Regions from separate parts of the Mus musculus genome. Here all the other regions are linked to region 3. A link is a contact called in public promoter capture Hi-C data. All regions are on one chromosome and are shown on one strand. The core of a region is the stretch at or near the end of the contact, and the rest is flanking DNA. Distances in the headings are between cores, read along the strand shown.

The links. Promoter capture Hi-C pulls out the DNA fragments that hold promoters and counts their contacts.
Region 1: a promoter capture Hi-C map of the HPC-7 cell line shows a contact between it and region 3, with 5 times the contacts expected there. The contact joins the enhancer-like site here to the promoter of Shisa9 in region 3. A contact is called at or near these places in 17 of 39 promoter capture datasets (the 3T3-L1 cell line, the C10 cell line, the HPC-7 cell line and 10 more), 1 of 15 datasets of contacts at CTCF or cohesin (hippocampal excitatory neurons), 9 of 484 Hi-C or Micro-C datasets (the N1E-115 cell line, cerebral cortex, cortical neurons and 5 more) and 6 of 115 datasets of contacts at active chromatin or transcription factors (astrocytes, bone marrow-derived macrophages, embryonic forebrain and 3 more).
Region 2: a promoter capture Hi-C map of second pharyngeal arch cranial neural crest shows a contact between it and region 3, with 2.9 times the contacts expected there. The contact joins the enhancer-like site here to the promoter of Shisa9 in region 3. A contact is called at or near these places in 12 of 39 promoter capture datasets (3T3-L1-derived adipocytes, the HPC-7 cell line, embryonic stem cells and 7 more) and 3 of 115 datasets of contacts at active chromatin or transcription factors (astrocytes, forebrain and stem cell-derived neural progenitor cells).

The regions. Positions count from the first base shown.
Region 1 is chr16:11,418,857-11,423,288 of GRCm38.p6, forward strand. Snx29 (sorting nexin 29) reads left to right here. Exons shown (of 21, transcript NM_028964.4): 10 at 1-42; 11 at 1,848-1,927. Among named protein-coding and RNA genes, the nearest start is that of Snx29, 98 kb to the left of the region's middle. Within about 2 kb of position 1,880, at least 53 of the 459 cell types and tissues checked have an H3K27ac peak or open chromatin away from gene starts, as enhancers often do. A contact at or near this core is called in the HPC-7 cell line, bone marrow-derived macrophages, embryonic fibroblasts and 2 more, where this site is marked.
Region 2 is chr16:12,607,159-12,611,427 of GRCm38.p6, forward strand. All of the region lies in intron 3 of Gm45919 (a long non-coding RNA gene), which reads right to left. Among named protein-coding and RNA genes, the nearest start is that of Gm45919, 75 kb to the right of the region's middle. Within about 2 kb of position 1,298, at least 6 of the 459 cell types and tissues checked have an H3K27ac peak or open chromatin away from gene starts, as enhancers often do. A contact at or near this core is called in second pharyngeal arch cranial neural crest, where this site is marked.
Region 3 is chr16:11,981,139-11,985,564 of GRCm38.p6, forward strand. It overlaps Shisa9 (shisa family member 9), which reads left to right and starts at 2,975. Exons shown (of 5, transcript NM_028277.2): 1 at 2,975-4,005. The coding sequence starts at 3,443. Gm32278 (predicted gene, 32278) reads right to left here and starts at 2,607. Exons shown (of 2, transcript NR_155455.1): 1 at 2,420-2,607.

The DNA of each region.
Region 1 (4,432 bases), core at 630-3,129, 560 kb before region 3:
AACAGAAAACCATATAATCCCAGAGCCTGGCCTTCGGTACAGGTCAGTATCAGGACACCAAGCCCATCAGTGGATTGGGCCATGCTGTTTACCTCTCTGCCTTGTATTTTCATTTGGAGACAGGTGGTACCTGTTGGAGTTGAAGACTGAGGCCCAATCTCACGTTTGTGCTCAGATCGAAGAAATAGAAAAAAAAAATCCAGAAAACTAAGTTGCCAGTGTACCTGTTGCTCGCAGGGAACATTGCCCTGGTCTCCCAAATATCACCTCATCTCTGTTGCTCTTATTTCCTCCTCTCTCTTCACAATTTTAATTTGGTGTCTTGAAGTTAGCCATCTGTGTACTTGACTTAGCTTCAAGGTAAGGGGGTCCTTGCTGCCCCACACCTTGCTTGGTGTTTTGTCACCCAGAACAGATAGGATTCTGAAAATGATACACCATGAAGGGGCTGATACCACTGAGCCCTGCCTCATAAAGGATGGTGTCCCTGCACCCTTCCGGAATTCTGATTCCTTTCTTCTTGTGTTTTTGAGCCTTTTCCAAATGCAACAGTGATCAAGGAATGCAAGCCCTGGCCTTGGGGTCTCCTGCTGCGTATGGACAAGCCAGTGCTATTATTCACATTAGAAATTGATTGTAGATATGCATGCAGTCCAGTTACCTGCCCGCATTATGCTCTCTGAGCCTCTCTGAGCACCAGCCTGCTTACAGGGGGATGCTGGAACCTGTTGTTATGGCATTTCTATATTCACTGATAATGCATAACCTGCCTCTCTGTGTGTCCTCATTTAAAGGCATCTTGTTTAGAATCTACAAGAGATGTAGCTCAGCTGTAGGAGAATGCTTGCATAGCATGCATAGAGCTCTGGGTTTGATCCCCAGCACCATATAAAACTTGGGAAGCGAAGACAGAAGGATCAGAAGTTCAAAATCATCTTTGGTCACTGTACTGGCTAGTTTTGTGTCGACTTGACACAGCTGGATTATCACAGAGAAAGGAGCTTCAGTTGAGAAAATGCCTCCATGAGATCCAACTGTAAGGCATTTTCTCAATTAGTGATCAAGGGGGAAAGGCCCCTTGTGGGTGGGACCATCTCTGGGCTGGTAGTCTTGGCTCTATAAGAGAGCAGGCTGAGCAAGCCAGGGGAAGCAAGCCAGTAAAGAACATCCCTCCATGGCCTCTGCATCAGCTCCTGCTTCCTGACCTGCTTGAGTTCCAGCCCTGACTTCCTTGGCTATGAACAGTGGTTTGGAGGTGTAAGCTGAATAAACCCTTTCCTCCCCAACTTGCTTCTTGGTCATGATATTTTGTCCAGGAATAGAAACCCTGACTAAGACAGTCACATAGAAAATTCCAGCCCAGGATCCATGAGAGACCATCAGAAACAAACACTGTTGACTTGTTGACATTGGACAGTGATATTTCATGCTTGTCTGAATGAAGCTTACATAATATGTGGGGCCCTTGTACTGGGAACATGGACCTGGAGACTATTCTAACTAGGGAAAGTGACAATACAAACCATAAGAATGTGACAAAGTAGACTACTGAAAGGACGTGTGTTCACGCGTGTGTACACGAGTTGGAAGAGGAAGGCAGTGGTTTCCTGTCTGACCCAGCTGCACACATGCCCACTGAGTGACTAACTCTTCCCTCGTGAGTGAGCGGCTTCCAGAGGGTGTTTGGATTGGTTTTGGAGTTACCAGTAAATTTCAGACATCTGCTGAGCAGCTTCATTGTTTTTCCAGTAGATTCCTGGGGAAACGTTTTGCCTGAGAGTGTTGTGAACACTGAAGTTGCATTTTGGGATGAGTGTAACTTCCTTCTGTCTACTTCCTCCCAGTAGGGAAGCCAGTTCTCCAGGCCAAGGAAGTCCTCTGAGCAGCTTGCTACCTTCTGCCTCAGTGCCTGAGTCCATGACAGTCCGTAAGTACTCTCAGAGGCTGGCATGTGTGCCAGCAGGGCACCTGTGCTTATCCTGTGCAGGTGTGGGCTTTGAAGTGAGCATGAAGTTAGTGAGTGTTTGCTTTCTGTGCACCTGATCGTGGTATCGCTGTAAGCTTCCAGACTATGGCCGGATTGTGGTGCATGGGGGTGAATCTGCTAAAGGATGCAAGGAACCTTCTGTGCCTTGCGGTTTCTAAGCTACCTTCTGTGTGCAGCCAGAGTAAGGCTGTCTTCTGACTTTCCTTGTGACTCTGGACAAATCAGTTTTGCTGATGACATATTCTAATGACAGGTGGTGCAAATCATTTCCAGCTTCAGAGGGAAGTATTAGGGACACGGCAATGAAGAGTGTGTGTGTGATGGCCCGCACCCACACCCACACCCACACCAGCAATTGTTTAACAAGATAGATGTTCAATGACTAGGTCAGTTGGGATTGGGGCCGGTGCCCTGACTGGGGTTGGCAGAGTGGGCTAGCATGAGACTCCATGGTCATCAGAGGCCAGGGCTCTTCCTTTTCCTGACTAGCTGTTGTCTTTGCTTTCTGAGCTCTGGCCATTTCGTTCCTACCCCTAATGGCAGGAAGGAGAGGGGCAGAGGGCAGGCTTTCTGTTTCCATATCACATTCAGAGATCAACACTTGGATAGTGTAAAAATTATGCCTTTTTTCCTCATCAGCCTTTGGGTAAAAATTAACATTTCCTTCAAACACCAAAGTACAACAAACCTTGAGCCCATAGTGGTGATGTCAGATGGAGAGTAACTTTATCCAGAGAAGTTCCAGGCCCCTTTAACATCACCCCAGGATGCCATTTCTGCTTGGAAATGCATTAGTTATCTGAGGTGACATAGAAACTTCCACACGGATCTCCTAGATCTCCAAGCCTGGACCTTTCTGTTTACGTGAACACTCTCCAGAGCCATGTTCCCTATGAGCTGAGGTTTCCCACAGTCCTCTGGCTGCAGAGCAGGAACTGCTAGTGTGAGTTCTGTTGCTGTGCAGGGCTGAACAGATACTTAGGTCTATGTGAGGACGACTTGTCTGTCACCTTCTCCTAGTGGCCAGGCATGGTTCCCAGAGCCCTTCTCAGCCTCTCTCCAGTGTGGGGTATGGAGCAGGTGAATTGGTTCTCTGGGGGCTGCCATGGATCTTGCCTCTGAGCCTCCCAAGCCATTTCCATCCCTGACAAAGCCACCAGCTTGGTCAGTTCCTTTCCCATGAGGACATTCTTGTGATACCTCTGAGCTGTGCCTGCAGCAGGGACTCAGCCCGTTTTATTTTCATTCATCTCTTTTTTTTAGAAATTAATCCTAGTTGTTTCTGGTCATCTTTGGCTTGAGACCTATCAGGAATTCCCAGCCAACCTTCTGAAGGAAAGGCCCACATTGGTGGGCCATTTGACTCTGGGTGTCTGGTAGTTATATGGGCTGTGCAGAACAGTTGTTTGTGAATGGGTGGGTGGGTTAGCCTTTGTTTTCAGGGGTGATTTCATGTGGGAAGGCTTTTCTTGTCCACTCTGCTCCTGCAAGATAAGGACCATGCCTCTTTCAGAAATGTGGGTGCCTCCACCCACCCCTGCTTTATCTGTGAGAGGGATAGGAAGGGCTGTCTGTGTAGCCCTACAGGATTAGTCTGATGTAACAGAGGATTGACACTGGGAAGCCTTGGCAAATGCTTCTTTTCCTGTGTGCTTGTGAGCATTGTCTCTGGCCTGGCTGACCCTTAACAGCTCCACTTCTTGGTTGTTCCAGCCGGGATTCCCTGCAACTTTCCTGATCCTCGTGTTCTCATTGTCAGCGGGATGGAGCCACCTGTTGAGTCTGTGTGCCTGTGGTGACTTGTTTGCTCTTGGTAGTTGCTGTGATGTCAAAGAAAGATGTCTTCATCCCCTGCTACAGTCTTGTGTGCTCAGTGGGTAGCAGTCGTTGATATAAGAGACCTTGATAGGGCAGTGTGGATAAGCAGCCTTGGCCTTGGCCTACAGCTTATATAAATAATGTTCCCAGTGCTGAGACTGGCGCATGCAAGGAAACACCCAACAACTGAGCTGCAGTCCCAGCCAAGTCTCCAGCTCTTCACACCTTGGTTCACATAAGTGAATGTGGTCACCAGCCTGGAAGGCAGCAGAACTCTGATGGTCTGGGCTGAGTTTGCAGGGTTTTGAAATGTCACCTTTCTTTGTAAAAGGCAAGTGCCACAGTCATATCTTCTTGTTGAGTGGCCAGCAGTGCTGACCTCAGCACAGACAGATAATGACGGCCACTCAGTATGCCCTGTGAATCCTGTGAATGCCAGTGAGTTTAGAGTAGTCACTGTATGCATGAACACACACACATATACACACACTGCACACTGAACTCATATGTGTGCACACACACAGAAAGTAAGGTCTAACAGGGGATGCTCAGTATGTGGAAAGCACTCTGAATGTTGGTACCTCACTAGCAGGCACTTAGGGTTGTGACTGGCTGTCTGCCTGTGGG
Region 2 (4,269 bases), core at 48-2,547, 620 kb after region 3:
TTACTTGGAATAAGGTCCTCAGAAGATAGCTCATTCTCTGTGCAATGAAACTGGGGTAGTCATAATTTGATACACATAAAAACCCTTTTCTTTTTCCACCCACAATTCTAAATCTTTGAGAAGAAGCAATGTTTTCCTTTATTTGAAAATCAGAAAAGTTAAAAAGCTAGATTGGAGATTAGAGATTCTTGTCATGGGTTTTATGAAGTATTGATTCTGAAAGTTGACTTAGTGATAAAAGTTTATAATAAAAGATTAGGGTTTCTAATTTCCACATTTAAAAGATATATTTTGGACTCTCTCCATTTTATTTGAATTTCTTATATATGAGTATTGACTGTATTTACATTGTTTAGACCCCCTCCTCTGCACTTTAACTCTTCCCATGCCCTCTCCATTCCTTACAAGTTGTTGACTTCTTCCTTAATATGCACATGTAACCCACCGAGTCCATTTAGTGTAAACATATATATATGTGTGTTTGGAGCTGACCACTTGGTATTGAGAACATAACCCATTAGAAAGGTTATAATCCCCAGGAAAGACTCATTCTCCTTCTCTTGGTAACCTTCAATTGCCTGTAGGATCTACAAAAACAGAGAACATGTGATATTTCTTCTTCTGAGCTTGGATAAACTTTTTAAAAGTTATTATAATTTATGTGTGAGAGAAGAAGAATGTACATATTTTGGTAAGTGGGGGGGGGGGCAGTGATCTGGGGAATCAGAAAACTGTGGAATAGATTCTCTCCTTCCACCCTTATGTGAGATTCAGTAGTCAAACTCAGGTCCTCAGGCAGGACCAAGAGCCTTTACCGCTAGACCATCTCACTGTCTCATACAGTACTTTCTTGAAGAATCAAAAATGAACATTTCATTTGCATATTAAAGGTTCTTAACATCCTGCAACAAAGAATACTATTAAATTAATAGTTTTGAAATTAATTGCATAATAGATATTTTTGTTTTGTCCCCCACCCCACCCCAACCCCAACAACTCCTATTTCACATATTTGGTTTATTGCAAGATTTTAGGAAACAGGATAAGGAAGATAAGAAACAAGCAGGGTAGGAAGAAAGCCAACAGAAAAGTGTGTTAATGAATGATCCACGCTGAAAGATCCTCGTGGAACACACCACAGAATTGTCTTGCGCCGAAACCAGGAAGGCTGAGACATTTATTCATCGATTCCCATTCCTCAGCATTTAGTAGCTACCCCGAGGGAATCTAACCTCTGTGTGATTGTGAGTCTAATCAAGAGATGGGGAAATAAGATAAGGCAGCCCTGTTAATAAGGGACAGATGTTCACTGGAGAGAGGGGAGCTGTCCTCTTTTCAGGTGCTGAAATTTTAGTAGCCATAAAGCTATGCAGAATGGTTCTCCCAAACTCTTTCTACACTACATAACTTTTAAATGATACATTGTAATGCTAACTTATTGTCATCCAAAGGACTATATGTGCACAGTCCAGGAAGCACTGCTGTGTCTGAGACCAAAGGTTCTTTTCTACACCTGACTCCACCTCCTTTCTTCTTGCCAAGAACATAAAAGACTCACTCTGCTCCCTTGCATTTAGACAATAATGTTGGTCAGTACGTGAAAAACTGGGTGGTGTGTTTCTTTCTACATGGGGTGCTGACATTCTTCACATAGCTTCCCATATTTTGTTTCCCCTGCAGTGACAATCTGAAGGCATCCACAGAGAGTGCTGTAACAAGAAAGCAGACTGAGGGACTCAAGACAACTCAGCAGATAAAGAGCTCCATAGCAAGCATGATGACATCAGTTCAGTTTCTGAAAACCACGTGCTGAAAGAAGAGAACCAACTCTTACTAGTTGTCCCTGACTTCCATACATGTACCTTTATACACTCATAAGTGCATTTGCACACACACACACACACACACACACACACACACACAAGAAGGAAGCTGTATAGACCCTTGGGTGGTCTAGGAAGAGATAACCTAGTTTGCTACACAACCTCCAACAAACTTTGAATGAAAAAGGAACCAGCATTCCTATATCAGTGTGCTCGTACACCAACTGGAACTGAAGGCTTTATCTCAGAATAGACTAAGAGGCCTAGAGAGTACAGCCATGGATATGCAAAAGTTGCAGTGGTCTACTCTGAGTTATCTGATGTGGGTCAGCCAGTACTACAGAAAGATAAAGGAGAGGGCAAAGACAAACTGAACGTTGTCTGTGCTTCTTAGTGCAAGAACAAAACCACAAAAATGAGTGACGGGGGAGCCAGTGACCCAAGCACGGTACGCAAATGTCCTCATTGTGAAGAGTGAGATAGCTGTGAGGATGCTATTTAACCTTATGGGATTGAATATGCATGAAACACCCTCTGAAAAGTGGGTGGGATCTGAGTGCTGTGTTTCTAAGCCCTGGCTCCTGGCTCACACCATGTGATTCCAGATAATGCCATTACCACACAGTGTGGTGTGAATGGGGTCCATAGGGAATGAGCTCTGTGAGGCAGTATTCAGGAACCCTAAAGGGAAGACTGAAAAGCTAAAAGAAAGATTGCTATTGGGAGTGTACCCTTGACTGTATGAATCTCCAGACATTGCTGTGTGAGGAGAAAAACAACTCTTGTCAGCTAACCTACCATTTATCTTTGGTTTCTACTGCTTACAGCAGAAGTTAGTTTCAACTGACACCCTCATCTCATTGTTCCTTTCTAACATATGTAGCAGGATGACACTGTGCAAGACACAGAAGAAGAAAACAAGTTAGTTTTTCTTGGAGAACCTCTGACACCCCAACTTCCAAAGTAGTGGTTAGAATTTTCATAAAAACAGAAGCTTGTAGGTGGGTACTTGCATTTAAAACAAGGTAATGAATGATTAAAATAACCATACAAATTGTACAAGATCCATGTGCCAGAGGTTGTTTGCAAGGTCACATATTCCCAAGTAGCTTCTTGATGCATACTTAATTTTAGTTAAGACTTCCTCCAGCTCCTATATGTGTGTAACACACACACACACACACACACACACACACACACACACACACACACATTCACTCTATATATTCCTCTAGAGAACCCTGACTAATGCATAATACCAGACTGGTTCTAGAGTAATAGAAGTATAAAAATGAATTTTAAGTTTCTGGAACAGGCTTTCTAATTTGCCAAAGGCTCTCCTGAGGGCCCTCCCCTCCCCCATCAGTCACTAATTAAGTAAATGCCCTCCAGGCTTGCCTACAGCCTATGAAGGCAGTTTCTCAATTGAGGCTCCCTCTGTTCTATGACTATTTTCTGCCAAAGTGACTTAAAATTAGCCAGTACACACACCCTGAGATATTACATTTCTCACCTTTGACTGAGAAAAACAGTCCTTCATTGTCTGCTAAAACAGTGGTGACATTCCCTGAAGGGGATGGCAATCAAGAGAGTACTGATATTCCCCAGGGCCAACCAACAGTTGCCTCTAGACCTATAACCATAGTAAAGGGTAATCAGTGTCCTAGAGGAGGACTAGAAAGTGTAGTCCACGAGGAAGTGCACTACTCTACTAACAAGCTTAACGATTCTGCTAATTCATTCAAGCAGAAGTCAGGGAAGTATGTGTGGGAATGGATTGTAAAGGCTTGGGATGATGATGGAAGAAACATAACTGGACCAGGCTGAGTTTGTTGATATGGGCCCACTGAGTGGAGGTTCTAGGTTTAGTATGGAAGCTCACACAGTTATAAAAGGTGTTCAAGAGTGAATGGTTGGGTGACGCATTTGTCAAAAGATGCTCACTGAAAAGAAGTTGGAAATGCCTAGTATCCTTTGATTTAGTGTTGAAGAAGGGATTTTAGGCTCAGGGAAATTGTAATGCTGTATAAAACCTAATCCTCCACAATAGGAAGACCCAGAACCTTTCACAGATCCTCTAAGATACAAATGGTGAAAGAGACACCACACATTTGAAGAGCTTTGTTTTTGTGCCAGATCTTAGGGTCAGAGACAATGCTGCTCAGTTGGATGAATTGAATATAGTGGGTGTAATTGGGTCCTGGAGAAGCAGCACAGAATCGTCAAAGGCAAGGTGATTGCAGTTATCTTAATGGGCAGCACCAACAAAGTCATGCCCATAATGTCAGGGCCTGTAATGAACAGCACAGGCAAAGTGAATTTAATGGTGGCATGACTCATAGTGACCTTTGGTACTGGCTAATCAATCATGGTCTTTCCAGGCATGAAATAGATAAGAAGCCTACTATAATTTTTTTATCTGTTTAAGCAGAAGAATTCTTAAGCA
Region 3 (4,426 bases), core at 1,725-4,224:
TACTTTTTTTCTATGAGGTCGCTCATTGTAAAGGATGCCTTGACTCTGGCTGGTGAGCACCGAGGAGGTGTTGAAGCAGGGTTGGAAATGGCAGAAAACTACATTAGTAGTTGGAAAGCTTATTCTGGCCTTGGCTTTACCACTTGCTAGCTAGAGCTCACAACTTCTTGGATCCTAGGAAGCCTGCTGGAAGGTCCCTCCCACAAGCCCAAGTATCTCCCAACCTCAGGGAAGACGGGATGCTAGAAAGCACCCTGCGTGCTCTGGGCATTCCTTTCCTCTTTTTTGTCCCAGATCGAACAATTTCTTAAAGATCTCTTTCTAACCCCTTCATGTCTCTCTCCCTCTCTCTCTCTCTTTCTGGATAGGCATATTCCCATGGGTGCAGGTGTGCACACACATGTGTAGCTGTGTGTGCTGAGGCCAAATGACAACCTCAAGTGTCATTCCTCAAGAACTTAATTTTTAAAAGATTTATCTTTTTATGTGTTTGTGTGAATTTATGTGAAGCAAGTGCATGTGGGTTCCGGTGCAGGCCAGAGAGTGCCATGTACCAGTACTGGAGCTGTAGGAAACTGTAAATCAGCTGATTTGGGTGCTGAGTCCTCTGTAAGTACAGTAAGGGCTCCTAACTGCTCAGCCATCTCTCCAGCACCCCATCCCTTTGTCAGGAGATCCCCCTCAGTAGGTTAAGACAGCTGGCCCAAGTGTCCCAGGGGTCTGCCTGTGTCCTCTCCCCCAGCTATGTGATTCTAAGTATGTGCCACCACACTCTGCTTCCTCATGTAGGTTTGAGGGGGTAAACTCAGGTCCTCTTGCTTTCATGACAAGTAATTTCATGATTCATAACTTGTTAAAAATCTTAATTAACTAAACACCTAGCTAACATACTTCACAATTCGTTTTTGTCTGTGTGCCTGGGAACACAGATTATCAAGGCCATTTTAGTCATGTTATTTACATGGCAGTGCTTGGAGACATTAAAGATAGAAACACGTAATCAAAGGTGGGGTGCATGTCTGTTAGGAAGGGACAGGAAGTGGCCAGTCACAGACTCTGGAAGCATAGTTCCTGGGTAAAATGTCAATAGCTTTCACTCCACAAACTCCCTGGGTAGCTTTCTCATTGCTTTGAGGCTCAGTTTCTCTCATTGCTATTGGGAAGATAATATTAACCAAGAAGCAGAGAATTAAGGGAGCCCCTGAGCTCACTGATTCCTCTACAAGACCCCAGGTTGTCTGGTACTCAGTAGTTATTGATTTTTAATAAAAGCAAGCTTAGGGATTGTGCTATAACTCACAGAGAAATGTCAGCTGCCATCAGCTCCCACACCAATGTTTATGGGATGGACAAGGTGGTAGCAGTTGTGGGTTGCCAGTATGACAAATATGCCTCCCACCCTATTTGCAGGGTCCTATGGTGAGGAAGCTGGTTGGCAGTTCTCTTTCCTTTTCACAGTGGGGGATGGGTTGGAGTACATTCTACTGCAGTCAGTCTTGGCTCTAAGACCTGGTGTGGTTTACCAAGGTGGCCCTGGGCTGCATTTGTAAATCTTCTTTCATCAAAGGGAGGGGGAGTTTAGCCAAACCCTTTGATTTGGAAAAAACTTGCCACACAGTCTTAATAAATCCTCTCATAAATTATCAATTAAGAGGATCCCAGCAGACCATTTTACATGTGGCCCAACTTCGTGGTCCTTTGAAAATTTCCCCCAAGAGTCCTGCAGCTGAAACCAAACAAGAGGAGAGGGAACAGAAAACATTGCTTCCTCTGTGATTCACCCAGCCTACTGCAAAGAGCATACTCAGTTAATACAATTAAAAAACAAAACGCCAGGGCGTGTGGGGATATAAATTTAGCTTAGCAGCTTTGATGTGAATCCTGATTTAGGGGCTATTGAAATCAAATTCAAGTAGAGGGCAGGAAGAAATAGGAGAAATGGTCGAGGGCTTATGGAGGGCTGGGAGGAATCAGTCAGGAGAAAGGAAGAGAGAACAAATTTGGAAAGGTTGAGAAGAGATGCTGGGAGCCAAGGAAACAACCTCGGTGAGGATGTCGGGGAAGGGGGGCTCCGTGGGGACAGGGGACAGCCTGCTCTGGAGACTGTCGCGCGGGCTGCAGAAACGAGTGGCTGAGGATGAGTGCCCAGGCCTTGCGCTGCGCCAAAACTGCCAGCGCAGAGGCGGCGCCGCTGTGTGCCCTCCTGTGGAGCTCAGCGTTCGCTGCGGGGGCGAAGAGGGACAGAAAGCGGCAGGTCCTAAGGGCTAGGGGAGTTCTTAGGAGAGCCCTTCCAGGGTGAGCCATTGCCTTCGCTTTGTCCGCTGACCGCCTCGCCAGACCACCCAGCTTTTAATATGAGTTCCCAAGCCCCTGTTCTGGGGTGCTTACCACAGCCCAAGGGGTTTGACACCTAACCCACCTTCCCAGTTCCAGCCTCTTCTCTGTTCAGGGACTCGAACCATCCCAGGCTCGCGCCAGGCATGAGGTCGCATCCCCGGAAAGGGCAAGGCAGTTCCTGCACGCCCGGGAGGAGGAGGGAGATCTTGTCTACACTGCTTCTAGTGTGTCTTGGAGTGAGCAAGCCATCTAATCTGTCCCGATTCTCCTAGTCACCCCTTCCCTGATCGACAGATTGCAATCGCAGCTCCTGCGCACGCACCCCTAGGGGGGGAAATCGAGGGCGGAACCACCTCTGAGTCTTTGCTTGGGGTGAGGAGCACCTTTCTCCCCGAGAGGGTGCCAGAGGTCCCGGCCGTGGTTCTTTCCACCTGCCGAGAAATCAGAGCTGTTCTTTCGAGCCTGGCAGCGGTGGAGCTTGCTGCTTTTGCCCGAGCTCTCTCTGCACGCCCCCTATTCGCCCCCGCCCGCCCGAGTCACCTCTTTACGCGCCCCCGCCCCTTTCGAGCTAGCGCTCACCACCACCCCTCCTCTATCCGCCCTCCTCCCCTTCCCCCTTCCCTCTGGCCCTCCCTTCATTCCACAAGTGTCGCTTCTCTCTCTCTCTCCAGCGCACTTGGCGTGCTAGAGAGGTGAAGAGCATCCTGCGAGCGAGCGGACGTGGGGAGCCGAGTCCCGGGTGGCGGGTGGAAGGGAGTTACGGACACAGCGACTCTCTCCTGTTTTCCACCCCCGCCTCCCCCGGTGGCCAGCAGGACCTGCACCCCGCGCTGGCCCCCGCTCCTGCTCCGTCCCCGCCCGGCCCCGGCGCGCTCCTCCCCGGCCGGCCCCCTTCCTCGGCGCGCGTCGCGCTGGAGGCGAACGCAGTCTGAGCCGAGCGCAGTGGCCGCCGACCACCGAGCGCCCCGCGCCGCCTCCCTGCATGTGCGGCCAGCGGCGGCCCGCAGCCCCCGCCAGCAGCCTCGGCAGCTTCGGCCGCGCGTCCAGAGGCGGCGGTAGCGGCTCCAGCGGCGGCCGAGCGCTCCAGCCCGGGTTGGGAGACACGATGCGCCGAGTCCTTCGGCTGCTTCTCGGCTGCTTCCTCACCGAGCTGTGTGCCCGCATGTGCCGGGCGCAGGAGCGATCTGGGCACGGGCAGCTAGCGCAACTGGGCGGCGTACTGCTGCTCACAGGGGGCAACCGCTCCGGAGCCGCCTCCGGAGAGGCCGGCGAGGGCGTCGGGGGCTCGGACGCACCGCCGACTCGAGCGCCCACGCCAGACTCCTGTCGGGGCTACTTCGATGTCATGGGCCAGTGGGACCCGCCGTTCAACTGCAGCTCGGGCGACTTCATCTTCTGCTGCGGGACTTGTGGCTTCCGGTTCTGCTGCACGTTTAAGAAGCGGCGACTGAACCAGAGCACCTGTACCAACTACGACACGCCACTCTGGCTTAACACGGGCAAGCCCCCAGCGCGTAAGGATGACCCCTTGCACGACCCCACCAAGGACAAGACCAACCTTATCGTCTACATCATCTGCGGGGTGGTGGCTGTCATGGTGCTGGTGGGCATCTTCACCAAGCTGGGGCTGGAGAAAGCGCACCGGCCCCAAAGGGAACACATGTCCAGGTGGGCTGCCTCCCCTTCGCCCCCCTCTTTGGGTCCACTTTCCTTTCCCATCCATCTCCAACATTCCCCAGCCGTGCTTCCCTCCACCCCAAGGTCTCCGATTGGGGAATGTCATCCAGGACGACAACTTTCCCTTGTAGCATTGAGCCAAGCAAGGCATTGGGCTCAGCACAGGTGGGAGTGAAGGCCGAGTGTGGAAGGGGAAAGTCTCTTTTCCCCTCGCCCACCTCCTGTTCCCTCTCACCAGATATGATGGTGGGTCTTGAGACACATAGCCGGGTCTTTAAACTCTTGCGTTTTGGGGAGAGGATCCATTTATGGAGGTAAACAGAGGCAGGCGAACCTGAAAGGAAGTGGGGGGGGGGGCGTGTATGATCCGTGTGCTTGTGTGTTGGAGGGAGGGAGGAACGGAGGGAAAGAG